4 separate regions of the Mus musculus genome follow, and regions 1, 2 and 4 are each linked to region 3. Evidence: chromatin contacts called from public Hi-C and HiCAR-type data. All regions are on one chromosome and are shown on one strand. The core of a region is the stretch at or near the end of the contact, and the rest is flanking DNA. Distances in the headings are between cores, read along the strand shown. Region 1 overlaps Gm38477 (a long non-coding RNA gene). Region 2 has its middle 36 kb from the start of Gm32865. Region 3 has its middle 160 kb from the start of Gm32461. Region 4 has its middle 97 kb from the start of Gm32357.

Evidence for each region. Hi-C and Micro-C count contacts between places; a contact is called where the count stands out from the background. HiCAR-type assays count read pairs that join an accessible place to other places.
Region 1: a HiCAR-type map of fibro-adipogenic progenitors shows a contact between it and region 3, with 6 times the contacts expected there. The contact joins two enhancer-like sites. A contact is called at or near these places in 1 of 484 Hi-C or Micro-C datasets (uterus) and 1 of 115 datasets of contacts at active chromatin or transcription factors (fibro-adipogenic progenitors).
Region 2: a Hi-C map of uterus shows a contact between it and region 3, with 7 times the contacts expected there. The contact joins two enhancer-like sites. A contact is called at or near these places in 3 of 484 Hi-C or Micro-C datasets (cumulus cells and uterus) and 1 of 115 datasets of contacts at active chromatin or transcription factors (fibro-adipogenic progenitors).
Region 4: a Hi-C map of uterus shows a contact between it and region 3, with 5 times the contacts expected there. The contact joins two enhancer-like sites. A contact is called at or near these places in 2 of 484 Hi-C or Micro-C datasets (embryonic fibroblasts and uterus) and 1 of 115 datasets of contacts at active chromatin or transcription factors (fibro-adipogenic progenitors).

The regions. Positions count from the first base shown.
Region 1 is chr16:87,008,826-87,012,093 of GRCm38.p6, forward strand. The region is part of intron 2 of Gm38477 (a long non-coding RNA gene); the gene reads right to left. Among named protein-coding and RNA genes, the nearest start is that of Gm38477, 39 kb to the right of the region's middle. Within about 2 kb of position 1,621, at least 6 of the 459 cell types and tissues checked have an H3K27ac peak or open chromatin away from gene starts, as enhancers often do. A contact at or near this core is called in fibro-adipogenic progenitors and uterus, where this site is marked.
Region 2 is chr16:87,090,842-87,093,883 of GRCm38.p6, forward strand. No RefSeq gene overlaps it. Among named protein-coding and RNA genes, the nearest start is that of Gm32865, 36 kb to the right of the region's middle. Within about 2 kb of position 1,255, at least 12 of the 459 cell types and tissues checked have an H3K27ac peak or open chromatin away from gene starts, as enhancers often do. A contact at or near this core is called in uterus, where this site is marked.
Region 3 is chr16:86,643,758-86,646,921 of GRCm38.p6, forward strand. No RefSeq gene overlaps it. Among named protein-coding and RNA genes, the nearest start is that of Gm32461, 160 kb to the right of the region's middle. Within about 2 kb of position 1,259, at least 52 of the 459 cell types and tissues checked have an H3K27ac peak or open chromatin away from gene starts, as enhancers often do. A contact at or near this core is called in fibro-adipogenic progenitors and uterus, where this site is marked.
Region 4 is chr16:86,136,875-86,140,115 of GRCm38.p6, forward strand. No RefSeq gene overlaps it. Among named protein-coding and RNA genes, the nearest start is that of Gm32357, 97 kb to the right of the region's middle. Within about 2 kb of position 1,522, at least 54 of the 459 cell types and tissues checked have an H3K27ac peak or open chromatin away from gene starts, as enhancers often do. A contact at or near this core is called in fibro-adipogenic progenitors and uterus, where this site is marked.

The sequences.
Region 1 (3,268 bases), core at 371-2,870, 370 kb after region 3:
TTAATCTTACCAGAATAAGGAATAGCGGCATAAAAGTATTCACAGTAGGGAAACTGGACGTGATGGTTCACACCAACTAATCTAAATGATGGAGTCAAGCTCCAGGTATGAGAAAATCCAGGACAAATAAAGAAAAGCGTTACAAAACAGGGTCAAGCAGCAATGCAGGGGTCACCGTGGCCCTCCACAAAACAAAAACGAATCACATGAACTGCCTTCTAAATGAATAACAGAAATTTCTCAATAAAAGTGGGAAATATAAAACTCTCCACGAGAAGAAGAAATATTTGTTGAAAAGGAATGCAATCATATGACCATAGTCCCACAGAGCTTGAAACTCCATTTTAAATCCCAAGCTTCACTTGCTTAGGTCACAGGCGGCTGTGATTGTTCATAATCACAAGGATATTAAACAGAAGGATGTCTAAGTAGGTCAGAGATGTAGGTCACTAATCATCTGATGCTATCCGTCCTACTTTAAAATTTCTTAGCGCTAACCCTTCCAGTGTGTGGAATTTGAGGCTTGCCTTTTCTGCCAACCTTAGCATAACAGAAAAATAAAAATCATGGCATGCCCTTGAAACTCAAAGGCTGCAAAGATATGTGGCAGCTCAGCAGGTGTGGTTACTCATCTGAACAGTTACTGATGTCATAGGCCGTCCATATTCACTAAGGTTTTACAAATACTGACAATACTCTTATAGTAAACCACACATGCAATAAATGTTTGAGCAACTCCTTTGACGACTGTCCTTCGCCCTTCCCACTCTATGGTACTCAACTGAGGCAAATAGATTCTAGAGAAGCACCTTGCCAGTTAACTAAAGAACAATATCTTTCATCTTACAAAGGGAAATGTTGCTAAAGAAGATTGATAATCCAGAAAGAATATTTTAAAGAAGATTGATAATCCAGAAAGAATATTTTAAAGAAGATTGATAATCCAGAAAGAATATTTTTTATACTTAAGCTTTGAAATTATAATATAGTTACATTTCTCCCTTCCCTTTTCTCCTTCCAAGGTCTCTTTCAAATGCCCGGCTTTGCTCTTTCAAATTTATGGGCTCTCATTTCATTAATTGTTATTGTATGCATAGATGTCTATTTCCTAAAAATAACCTGCTTAATCTACATAATGTTATTGTATGTATGTTTTCAGGAAAGAGCATTTGGAACTCAATACAAGCTTTTTTTTTAATCTTCATGTACCAGAATATGCTGTCATTTTGACTTTTTAGAATTCTGTACTATGTGTTCTAGAAGGCTTCCCATTCATAATGACCTTAATTGCCACAACTATATGTTGTGCTACTCTTATAAAATACATTGCCTTCACTTTTAGGACATTGTACGCTAGTATATAACAATTAACTATAATATTTCATGGAAAATAAAATATAACCATATACCCGTAGATAATTTCTGGAGGTTTTGCTCATCTTTGAGTGTTGTTTACTACTCTACACAGATGGTGTTGAGTGTTAAATTTAAGCAATAAAAAAGACATTACCATGGTTAGGAAATAAGTTTCAGAAACCTTTTAAATCTGTTGCTCTGAAGTTCCAGAATAACCTTTGGCTTGGCTCTGCTGTTGTAGAGCCTTGGAAGTTTGTAAGAAATCTGCGTCAGCACCCATCTGTGCACTGACTCACCACGGGCCCCAGTGTTTAAAGATCCTCACTGTGAAGAGGTTAGCTATCCCTACAAGTTTCATGATTCTTCCAGTAGAATCATTATGGTCAAGATTTGGTTCATGATTTAATATTCTTCAAGGCCAGGAATTTAACAAAGAAATTACCTGGCTTAATTCTTTACTTACTCATACAACAAGGGCACATATTACTAGCCAAGCCTCTCTAACTAGAAATAGTGAATTAAATATTAGGTATATATTTACATATCTTCAAAGGTACTAAAGGTCTACTAAGATATGTAAACCTTAAAGTGTCAGGCTCTTAGAGAAGGGAAGGCAAGAAACTGAGCAAGAAATTGTTTCATCTTCCTAACTCAGTCTTTTGCCAGATCTTAAGAATGGAGGAAAGGGGGAAAGCCAACTAAAGATAGGAGTCAAACAGAAACTTTAACTTTCTCATGCACTTGGAAAACTAACAAAAATAGGTTAACTACTTGGAATGCCTTAGGAAGTCTTTAATCGAAGACTAAAACCCATTCTCAAAACTGGGCCTGCATTTCTAAAACTAAAACTTAGCTTCAAATAAGTTCATTCTCTCAGTGTATTGAGGTAATATTCACCTACTTGCCACAGACTAACACAGATTGGGTGTCCGATCTTTAGGGAACGGGTTTCTGGTTGCAGGTGAGCAAGGGTCAGTGAGAACTGACAAACAGAGGCAGACATGAGGGAGAGCTGAATCTGAATGTAATTTTTGTCAAAGTTAGCATCAGTTATATAGAATACAGGAAACAAAGGAGTAGGGTGTCACAGCAGGCAAGGGACATAGAAGTTATCTGACACAAAAGGAAGGAATGACTTCAAAGGACTGACAGAAACCAGGTAATGTTTACAGTAAAGATAAAACAGCCCTGCCTAATGATAGGTAAAGATTTCACATCCTAGTCACAATTTATGCTACTCCTTTGAGCCTTGTGAAAGCTAGTATCAGGGGGGTTCTGCTCTAGCAGCCCTTATCATGAATAATGCAATACCGCAGTCCCCCTATTTCCTTGGCCTTGGTAAATTATTGCATATGAGAGTAACTTGACTGTTCTCTTAAGTATCTGTAGGGAATATCCATTTGTCAGGAGAATTCACCAACTTTCTTCTAATATGCAATGTGGACTGCTATACCTGGCTGTAATGAAGATTCTAAGTATACTTTGCTAAGCTTGCCCTGAGACTTCTAACTCTTATCCAGTAGAATACTGTAAGAAAGCATGCAAGACCCTCCACAATATTACAAGGACAAATCTGGGGCATCCTAGCTATGGGAATGCCATGGTTCCAGGAGGCTAAGTTTCCTTGAAACTCTGTCTCAGGACGGCTTCCAGGTTTCTAAACCTATAATGCGAGTCACTACTGGAGTGGATGCAGTACCTATTCTAACTCCGTCAAAAGAAAAACAAATTCTCCTGGAGGATGGGAACAATAACCATACCCTCAAATGATCTTGAAAATATACCAAGTATATGACATTCTATCCGAAGTTATCAGCCATACAAAGAAAATTTATCAAATAATTGAAAGAAAAGGCAAACCATACGGTTTTTTAAATGAGTGATGAGAGATAATCTTCATAGTAAGTATGAG
Region 2 (3,042 bases), core at 5-2,504, 450 kb after region 3:
GGGAGGGTATGGGGGACTTTTGGGATAGCATTCTAAATGTAATTGAGGAAAATACATAATAATAAAAAATATTTTTAAAAAAGGGGCCTTAATACATTCAGAGAACACTCATACTTCAAAATGTATCTGGTTGTCTTGCTGAGGAAGCTGTGTTTGCACCACAGCCGTACTACTACTTAACAATGTTTGCAATCTCTGTCTTCTTTTGCAGGATGAATATAATGTGCATCGTGGGAAAATATAGACTGGTCAAAACTTTTGCAATAGTGTGGTACCTGACTTTCTGTAAGTTATTATCCAAAGCTCCACTGGGTTTTCTGAACACCAGAATAAGAATTAATTGTTCCTCCCCATCAATTTGTTTTTGGTCATCTAAGCTGCCTCAAAAATGTGTTATATTTATTCCCCCCTAAATAAGCAAAAGTTCAAATGTGAGTCATTTTTGCCAATAATGTCTTGATAATGTTTATTGAACACACACTAAAAGTCACATCCTAAAGGACTTGTGTATATTATAATGGCTTCATACCAGTCTTACAGAGTAAATTGGCCTTGTTACTGTCCTTTTACAGGGTAAACAATGCACACTCAATGGAAGTGAAATAATCTCAAAGTCATGGCTAAGGAGATGATCTGAAATTCAAGCCAATACTTTCAACTCCACAGCTTCCTCTTGGCACCACTGATGCTATCTCTATCTACTCTAATGTTTTTTCATGGACTATACTCTTGTCATAAGTGAGTGGCGATAAATTTATTTACCATTATCTCACTACAATCCTTATAGCAGCTATGAGATATCAGTATGGTAGATTATAGATATGGCATATTAATTGATTTTCTTTGAAATCAAACCCTTAGTGGTACTGAAATTAATGTGATAACTTGTTAGGACATACACCACTAGCAGGTGGCCTACAACATTAGTTTAATACATGTGAAAATTTAACTTTCCTTGTGGAGTAAACTATTTATCCTTCCTCTCCACAATCTCCCAAGTGTGGTTACCCATGGGCATTCCCAGGTCCATTACTTAACAGTTCAGTGTTGTCCTCTATTTGACGGCATTTACAACAATCTACAAATGGCAATGGGTTTGGATTTTGTTTTAATTATTTTTAAATCCTTTATTTATAATCATCTCCCTTGATCTCCTATGTAACCAACATTCCAAGAATTCAAAATGCATACTGCCCAGAAACTCTTTTAACTCATACATTCAAATGGCTCAAACTTTGTTGACTATCAGAGTCACCGCTAGAGGTGACTCATTTGCTTTCAGAGATTAGACATGGTCTCCTTTGGTGTTCTCTATGTGCAGGAAACAACCAGGGAGTATTTAGCAAAAGAACAAGGAAAGGTTGATGTTGCAACACAACTCACATGCCAACTCCAGCTGGGCTGGCAGAGAAACCAAGACTATTAAATTCAGGGGTGTTCTCTCTCCCTCCCTAATGAGCATCTGAGATTAATATAAGCTCTTGAAGAGCTGAGGGTTCACAGATTTCAAAATGCAACCCCCTACAAGTTTGAAAGGTGGACTCATAAATTACGTGCAAATAAAATTCTCACATTGTTAAAAGGAACTCTGCTTTTTTTTTTCTTTTTTTTTTTTTTTTTTTTTTTTTTACGCATTGCTTAGGCAAGCTGGAAAAACTGCAAGAAGAATGAAGGTGTGCGCTGCTAGGTCCCATGGAGCTTCTTGTCTCACTAGCTTCTCAACTCTGTAGGCAACTGTCACACTCATAGCACTGGCCTTGTTCAAGAAGCAACCATTATTGGGTTCTTTGTAGGGGTGATGCACAAGGTTTCTGTGATGCAACAGTCCCAATTGAACCTGGCCAGCTACGTGTGTCCTTCTCACCCAGTAGGTGACGAGGGGTAAGCAAACATTCTACCCTATCAGAGATGATGATGATGATGATAATCAATTTGTTTGGCTGGGTTTTACGGAGAAGAACCCAACCGTGAAATTCCCAAATTGGTAGACAATGGAAGAATTGGGAAATGTACAAAAATCGGCAGCGCAGAGTGCTGTAAAGCATAAATAATCATGGGTTAGAAAGAAGAAAAGAGCTAATGGAAGGACTATCACAGTATTTGACAAACCTGAAACTTGTGAGCAGTAAGAGTTTTACTTAGGTCAGTTGCTGGCAGAACCTCCCAAGGAACAGCCACATCAGATTCCTGTCAGCAAGCTCCTCCTGACAAGAGCAACAATGTCACAGTTTGGTGTCTGCAAACAGGATGGATTCCCAGGTGGGGTGGTCCGTGGACAGCCCTTCCTTTAGTCTCTGCTTCATTTTTTTTTTTTGGCCCTGTCTTTCCTTTGGGTAGGAACATTTCTGGGTTTAAAACCTTTGAGATGGGTGGGTGGCTCCAACCCTCAACTGGGGGCTGTGCCTATCTACTTGAGATGTAAATAAGTAGAATGATTGATTTTTTTGAAAAAAAAAAAAGAATAAAAAATAAATTTAAAAAAATGTTAGGATGCTCAGAGCTCCAGGGTACCAGAAGACCATCGTGTTCTTGCTGCTAAGAGAATGAGATGTCCTGTCTGTTTCAGTTGCCCCATAATGTGGCTCCATTTCATCAATCCAGGCACTTACTATGAATGAAAGTGTCACAGCCAATCCCATGTTACATTAACCTGGTAAGAAGTTGATTACAGCCTTCTTCATCTTGGATTCCATTTCAGATAATATTGAGAATTTTTGCATCAATATTCATAAGGGAAATTAGTGTGAAGTTCTCTTTCTTTCTTGGGTCTTTGTGTGGTTTAGGTATCAGAGCAACTGTGGCTTTATAGAATGAATTGGGTAGAGTACTTTAGGTTTCTATTTGGTGGAATAGTTTGAGGAGTATTGGTATTACATCTTCTTTGAAGGTCTGATAGAACTCTGCACTAAGCCCAACTGGTCCTGGGCTTTTTTTGGTTGGGATACTATTAGTGACTGTTTCTATTCCTTTAGGTGATATGAGACTGTTTAAATCATTAATCTGTTCCTGATTTAACTTTGATACCTGGTATCTGCCTAGAAA
Region 3 (3,164 bases), core at 9-2,508:
TGTCCACTTAGCACAAAAACAACAGCAGTTTTGTTTTGTTTTGTTTTGTTTTTTCTACTATAGACTATAAGCTCTTTAGCTTAGATAGAAATTTCCCCAGCTGCCTTTATAGCATCCTTTGGTACTATGATGGGCTAGCCAAAGAGGAAGAAATTTCCAGCTCAGATCCAGCCTGTGTTCTCTATATCCTATGACAAATGCACGTGATGTCTAGAACAAGAGGGTGTTAGTATGTGTTTCCAGTGATCAGCCACAACAGTAGCCATTGCTGGTATTGTCCTGAGGTTCTCTGGGGCTTCCCCATGCAAAACTTATAAACTTATAGTTTCAATAGTAAACTATGGCTTCAAAACTTTGGACTCAAGAAAAAGCCACAAGAAAACCTGACCCTTGGTAAGCTAATTACAACGTAATATTAAAAAGCAATATACCCTATATGGTTAGATGAATCTGGTATGCAGCACAGCTTAACAAACACTTCCTAACACATAACAAGTGAGTCAAACTTCCTTTTTATCCTTTGAAGTTATGTTCAAAGATCCTCCTTGTCTAGAGTCTCATTTTCTTTCTTCCTGAAGAACTAGCAATCTTTTAGGACTAACCTTACATTTCATTTTGTTTATAAGTTCACATTCCATTGCTAAATTCTGTTTTCTAATCTACTTCCATAACTATGTCATACAGCAGTTTCATCATGATGGAAGCATAATTGAAGCAATTAATATGATTGGCTGAACACCTACAATATGTCAAGAACTCTTCCAAATGACCTATGTCCAGTGCTTCACTGAATTTTCACAATCACTCCATTTTAGTTGTTCACAGTTAACTCAGAGAACTTAAGTGTTATACCAGATTTACTCATTTAGCACATGGCCAACACAATTTTTCATCCAAATGCTTCCTGGGTCCAAATCTTTAAAAATAATTCTAGGACACCTTCATTCTAGTTGTTTGAATTCCGTTTCTTACCATATAATACTACATTTCTATATTTGGAAAACTTTCAGATTGTTTTAACTCCAGAATCTGCATTTTTCATGTTTTTGAAATAGCTTTTTGTAACCTTGAAGATGAGTCTTTTATATTTGCCAAAAGTGTTTGCAAACATCAAATATAACATGAGACAAAGCATTACTGTTCTGCACCTTTAATAGCAACCAGACATTTCCCCAGACTACCTTAAATGTTGAAGTTACAGAACTGGTCATGATTAATGTAATAAGCAGCCAAGATGGTTTACTTTATGATCTCTGCATGACATCTAGTGGTTGGAGTTGGAATATTTACGGAAATGATCTTGTGCCAGAAAGTCCATGTTAGTTGAGAGTCCTCAGTCTCAACATAAAAGGAAGAGTGACACACAGCTCTCTCACTTCTGAAGTCTGGAAAGAGGGAACTCTTGATCATTTATATTTCTCACTCCATGTGTCAGAGCACAGCAATCTGTCTTTGTGTTAAGCAATCGCTGCTCACTGGGGCTTGTGAAACTTTATTTGCCTGTAGTTAGTACTCACTTCTGATGGCTGTGACTCTGGTAATCATTATCACATGCAAAAATGAACAAATCCTTTTGGTTCTGTTTCTTCGACTCTGTGCCACAACAAACCCTCTGTGGCTACAAAGAAGCTTTATATAACCTGCATGCACACAATAACATCACTGGCTTTATTGTTTTAGATTTTTAAAAAAGTGTTATGTACATCTGTTTTGATCTTTCTAAAATGTTATAAACAAGCAATTTCTAGATTTTGAGTCATAAGCATGCCCTTTGTTTTTCATCCTCTGATATAAGATTTGGAAAGAGCTTCCAGTAACTTTGAGTCAGCTTACATGACTGACAATACAAAGTGGCACATGACATGCTTGTGTCCAAGTGATTGGCACACCAGAGCTGGGAGAAGCAGGCAAGGACCTGAAGTCCAACAGTCAAAGACAAGGTCCCAGAGAATGAGTGACTGGAAACAAGCTGTTGCCCTTGAACCTGTGTTCCTACAGAGGGATCTGAGGCTGCCCATCACACCATCTTCTAGTTCCTTCGTCCATAAAACAGAATGTCATTTACCTCAGTTTCATGTGATGAAAACCACCCTAGCATGTGTAAAATTAAGAGTCATTCTAATTAGAAATAGAGAAAGAAGTATTCAGATCAAAAACTGTCCCTGGGTATTCACAAATGGATGCAGGCCAACAGAGAAAATACGTGACAACCAGAGCAGAGAAAATACGTCACAACATGCCGCAGAGAATCTGAAAAGCACTCATAGGTGTTTTCTGTGAAGTCTGGAAATTATCATAAACACTACTTTTTAGAATTTTTCCATCAGAGTTTTTATCTAGAGTTTTGAAAACATTGTTTATGTAATATGTGTGACCTAGTGAATATATATATATATATATATATATATATATATATATATATATATATATATATATGTATATACACACTATCTGTTTGCAGGAGTCTTTGAGGGGAGAGGGGAACCTTGGATCCTCTAGAGTCAGAGTTGGCATAGGTGCTAGGTACCAAATCCAACTGGGTCCTCTGCAGGCGTTTAAGTGCTCATAAGTTCTGAGCCATCTCTCCAGTCCCCTAACTGAGCTTGGAAGTTCATGTGATTTATTATCCTTATTTTCTTTGTGATTGTATGTGGAGCACATGCCTTAACACACACGAAGAGGTCAGAGGACAGCTTGTTGAGTTGGGTCTCTCTTCTTCCCACCCTGTGAGCCCCTGGCATCAAAGTCAAGTTATCAGTCTTGGCAGCAAGAACCATCTCACTATGCCTAAACACCATCTTTTAATGTTCTGTTATTCCTAAATATTCTTTTTTACTGTGACATAAGCAAAATTATGCATTATGTTTCTCAAATTCAGGGTTTTTTTCACTATAAACAAAAACCAACACTATGATAGTACTAGAAACATGTTAACTTTGCAATGGGAAACATATATACAATAATTATTTAGTACTTCAAAGTCTATTGCTAGAGATTATGGTATCAGCAAACATGAAATTCACCTCTGGGATAAAGAGTAAAAGAAGCAATCCCTCTGCAGAGGCTCAAAGAAGACTTTTGTTGAAGAGGTGAGTTTCCCATGCATGGTCTTTGAAGTGGGTTCTTGTTAAATCTAGGGACCTCGTGATGAATGAACTAGAAGA
Region 4 (3,241 bases), core at 272-2,771, 510 kb before region 3:
AGTTAAACACTGTGAATGGGAAGACAATCGTGGGTTATTTAAGTGAATATTGCTTATTGTAGGAAGCATGCAGAAGAGCTACTGGCCACACAGAGGTGGAGATTTGTAAACAAAGCAGAACCTGTGATTCTCTTCAAGCCACAAACTGTCAGCAGTACCTGATGCAGAAAGAAGCAATCCTAGAAGATTCAGGCCTCCACCAAGGTTTGCGCTGTTATACTTTTCCTCTCCAGAACTGTGGACAAATATATTTATGCTGTTTTCTGCTATTTATCCTGTGACAAATTGCTGCTACATTTCAGGAAGCTAATAAGTCACCGAGCTTTGGCAATTCCTTGAATTATTTAATCTTATAGATGTTGCTAGTTTATTCATGAAACAACAAATTAATCTCATTCTTAACTTACCCTGCCCTAATTTTGTGAGATAAATGTTGAGGCTTTTGCCATTCTGTTTGTAAATGAACCCATCTTTTAGGGATAAGACAGAAGCTTGGCCTATTTAAATGAATAGTTAGACATGACTGGGAGATGTCAGAAAGTGATGTTCCAGGAAAATATCCAGAAAAAAGAAGACGGCTGAACCTTAGCTCTTCTTCAAAGGGGAAATGGGGAGGAGCTCTGTGAGCAATGAATAACTAATCATTTTGGACATTTTATCCCAACAATTTGAGTTGCAATTCAAGATATGTGTTTTTATGTCAAAAATTATTGTATCTTGTTTTGTCCTGTTTGTTGGTTTGTTGCTGTCCTTTGAAGGCTGCTCTTTTTCTGAAGAGAACCAGAGGACAAGTGGATCTGGGACAGAGGAGAAGTGAGTGGGGGCTGGGAACAGTGGGAGGAGGAGGAACTATGGTCAAGATATATTGTATTCAACTAAAAAAAAGTTTAACGTTTTTCAGATAGAAAACTCTAACTTACATTCAACATATTCCCATACACGATCCCATAGGAAGAATAACAATATCAATCAACTCAGATTTCCCAAAGCATCCAGAGTACCCATGGAGGTACCCATGGCTCCAGCTGCATGTGTAGCAGAATTGACTTGTCTGGCATCGATGGTAGGGGAGCCCCTGGGTCGTGTGTAGGCTTGATTTGTTGAGAGCTTTTGGTGCCACTTCTAGGAATTTGACATTTGTCACTGGGCTCAGACAAGGAAGTAGGCTCATATAAGAATATGAGAAACAATGATTGTGGGGCTTTGTTTGCTACTTTGCTTGTGTGATCCTTTTGCTTACTACTTTACTTAGTTACTATCTTGTGTGATATCCTTGTTTACTACTTTGTTTCATCACTTTGTCTTTGATCTAAGAACTGACCGTGTTCTGGATGGACCTAGAATGATATTAAAAGCAGGCTGGAGGGAAAGAAGGCTGCTTCAGCCTCAGCCCTGGCTGGAGTCAGGCTATCATTTTGTGTAACTGTTTTTTTTTCCTTTTCAATCCTCACTCCCTCGCCTGAGACTCTGCTGACTGACTCAGCTGGCTTGGTCACTGGATGATCCAACAGAGTGGAATGCTAGGGCACTGAGGCAGGGGTGGTGGCTGAGTGCTGAAGCACTCTCATAGAAGCAGAGGGAAGCGGGAGAGGATAGGGAGTTTGTAAAGGGGAAACTAGGAAGGGGGATAAAGTTGGAAATCTAAACAAAGAAAATAAAGAAAAATAAAATAAAATGCTTTGTAGAAGGACATGAACATCAAAGAGAATAAACCAAACAAAATTAAAATCCTGCCAAAATTTGTTTCAAATGACTCAAGGAGCCAGTGTTTGGAAGTTTGATATACAGGTTTCAGTACTGTCTTTGGCTTTTATCTAAAAATGATATGAAGCATCTGAAGGTAAAAATGTAATATGCTGGTTACTTACGAATATATAGTTTTATCTGCTCATTTAAAAATATTACTCAATTATTTTGTCTTTATAAATAGCTATGTTTATTATCTATTATCTAGCCACATGTACTTTTGTACTCGTGGATAGATTATGTCTTTCCTGGTTGATGGCTGTGGTTAATTTTTAAGTATATATTTTTGAAATTTTAATTACAAATTCTCCCTTCTAACTCCTTCCATGCACCCCTTTACTTGCTGTCAAATTCATGGCCTTTTTTTCTTTTCAATTGAATATAGAGGCCAGTTAAGAGCTAAGGAACTCTAGACCAGGATGAATTCAAGCAAAGAGTATTGAGAAAACAATGCAAGATTATGAGTCATAAATATTACTGCACGCGTTGCAACTTTATCTCTTTGAAGCTATCTTACATGTCATGTAACATACCAGGAAAACAATTATCCCTGGATAAAGGGTTAATATTGCCTAGATATCAAGAGGAAAGAATATTAAAGAAGACCATGTACCAACAACCTTCAAAGCAATGCCCATCTGACATATCGCTGCCTTCTTAGGTAAAAACTAGACAACCTCTTTCACCTTTCAGTCATTTTATTGAGAACTTAATATCGTTTGCTGAGACTGTTTGCTTCATTCAAATAGTCGCATCCTGAAGAAACTGCTCATAGACCTCTCAGGGTTGGTTGATGTAATAACAGTCCACACTTCCATAAGATTCTGTACTCATAAGCTCTATTGGGGAGAGTGGCATTATCCCTTTTCTGTAGGACATACAGCTTTGAGCAGGTCTTCTAGAAGAATCGATTACAAAGGAAAGACACTTCAAAGGTCCATGGAGTGTGTGGAGGCTGTAAGTAACCGGATGACTTCTGTGACAGACAACACTGACAAGACTTACTCTGGTCCCACTTCTTCCTGTGAGGCAGGTGTCCATACTCCTTGAGAGAGGACGAGAGTCACAGAGTCTTCTATAAATAAAAAGATCCAGTAAATTGTAGCTTTTTCAGGTTAGCTTTAAGCCAATCATGCTTCTATAGTTCATTGGTCAGGCAAACTTTATATGCCCCAGTACAGGGGAATGCCAGGGCCAAAAAATGGGAATGGGTGGGTAGGGGAGTGGGGGGGGGGGAGAGGGTGTGGGGGACTTTTGGGATAGCATTGGAAATGTAATTGAGGAAAATACGTAATAAAAAAAAAGAATTAGCTTATCAGGTATTTTCTCATCTCACCCGTAGGTAAATCAGTTCAATGGAGGGTGAATATCCATCAAAGTACAGGCAAATTCCCTTCCCTCCTGCAAAGCATCCTGAACTGTTTACATCCTAACTATTATTCTATCAACATGTACTTGACTATGTGCACATGAGTGCAAACACATGTGTGTCCGC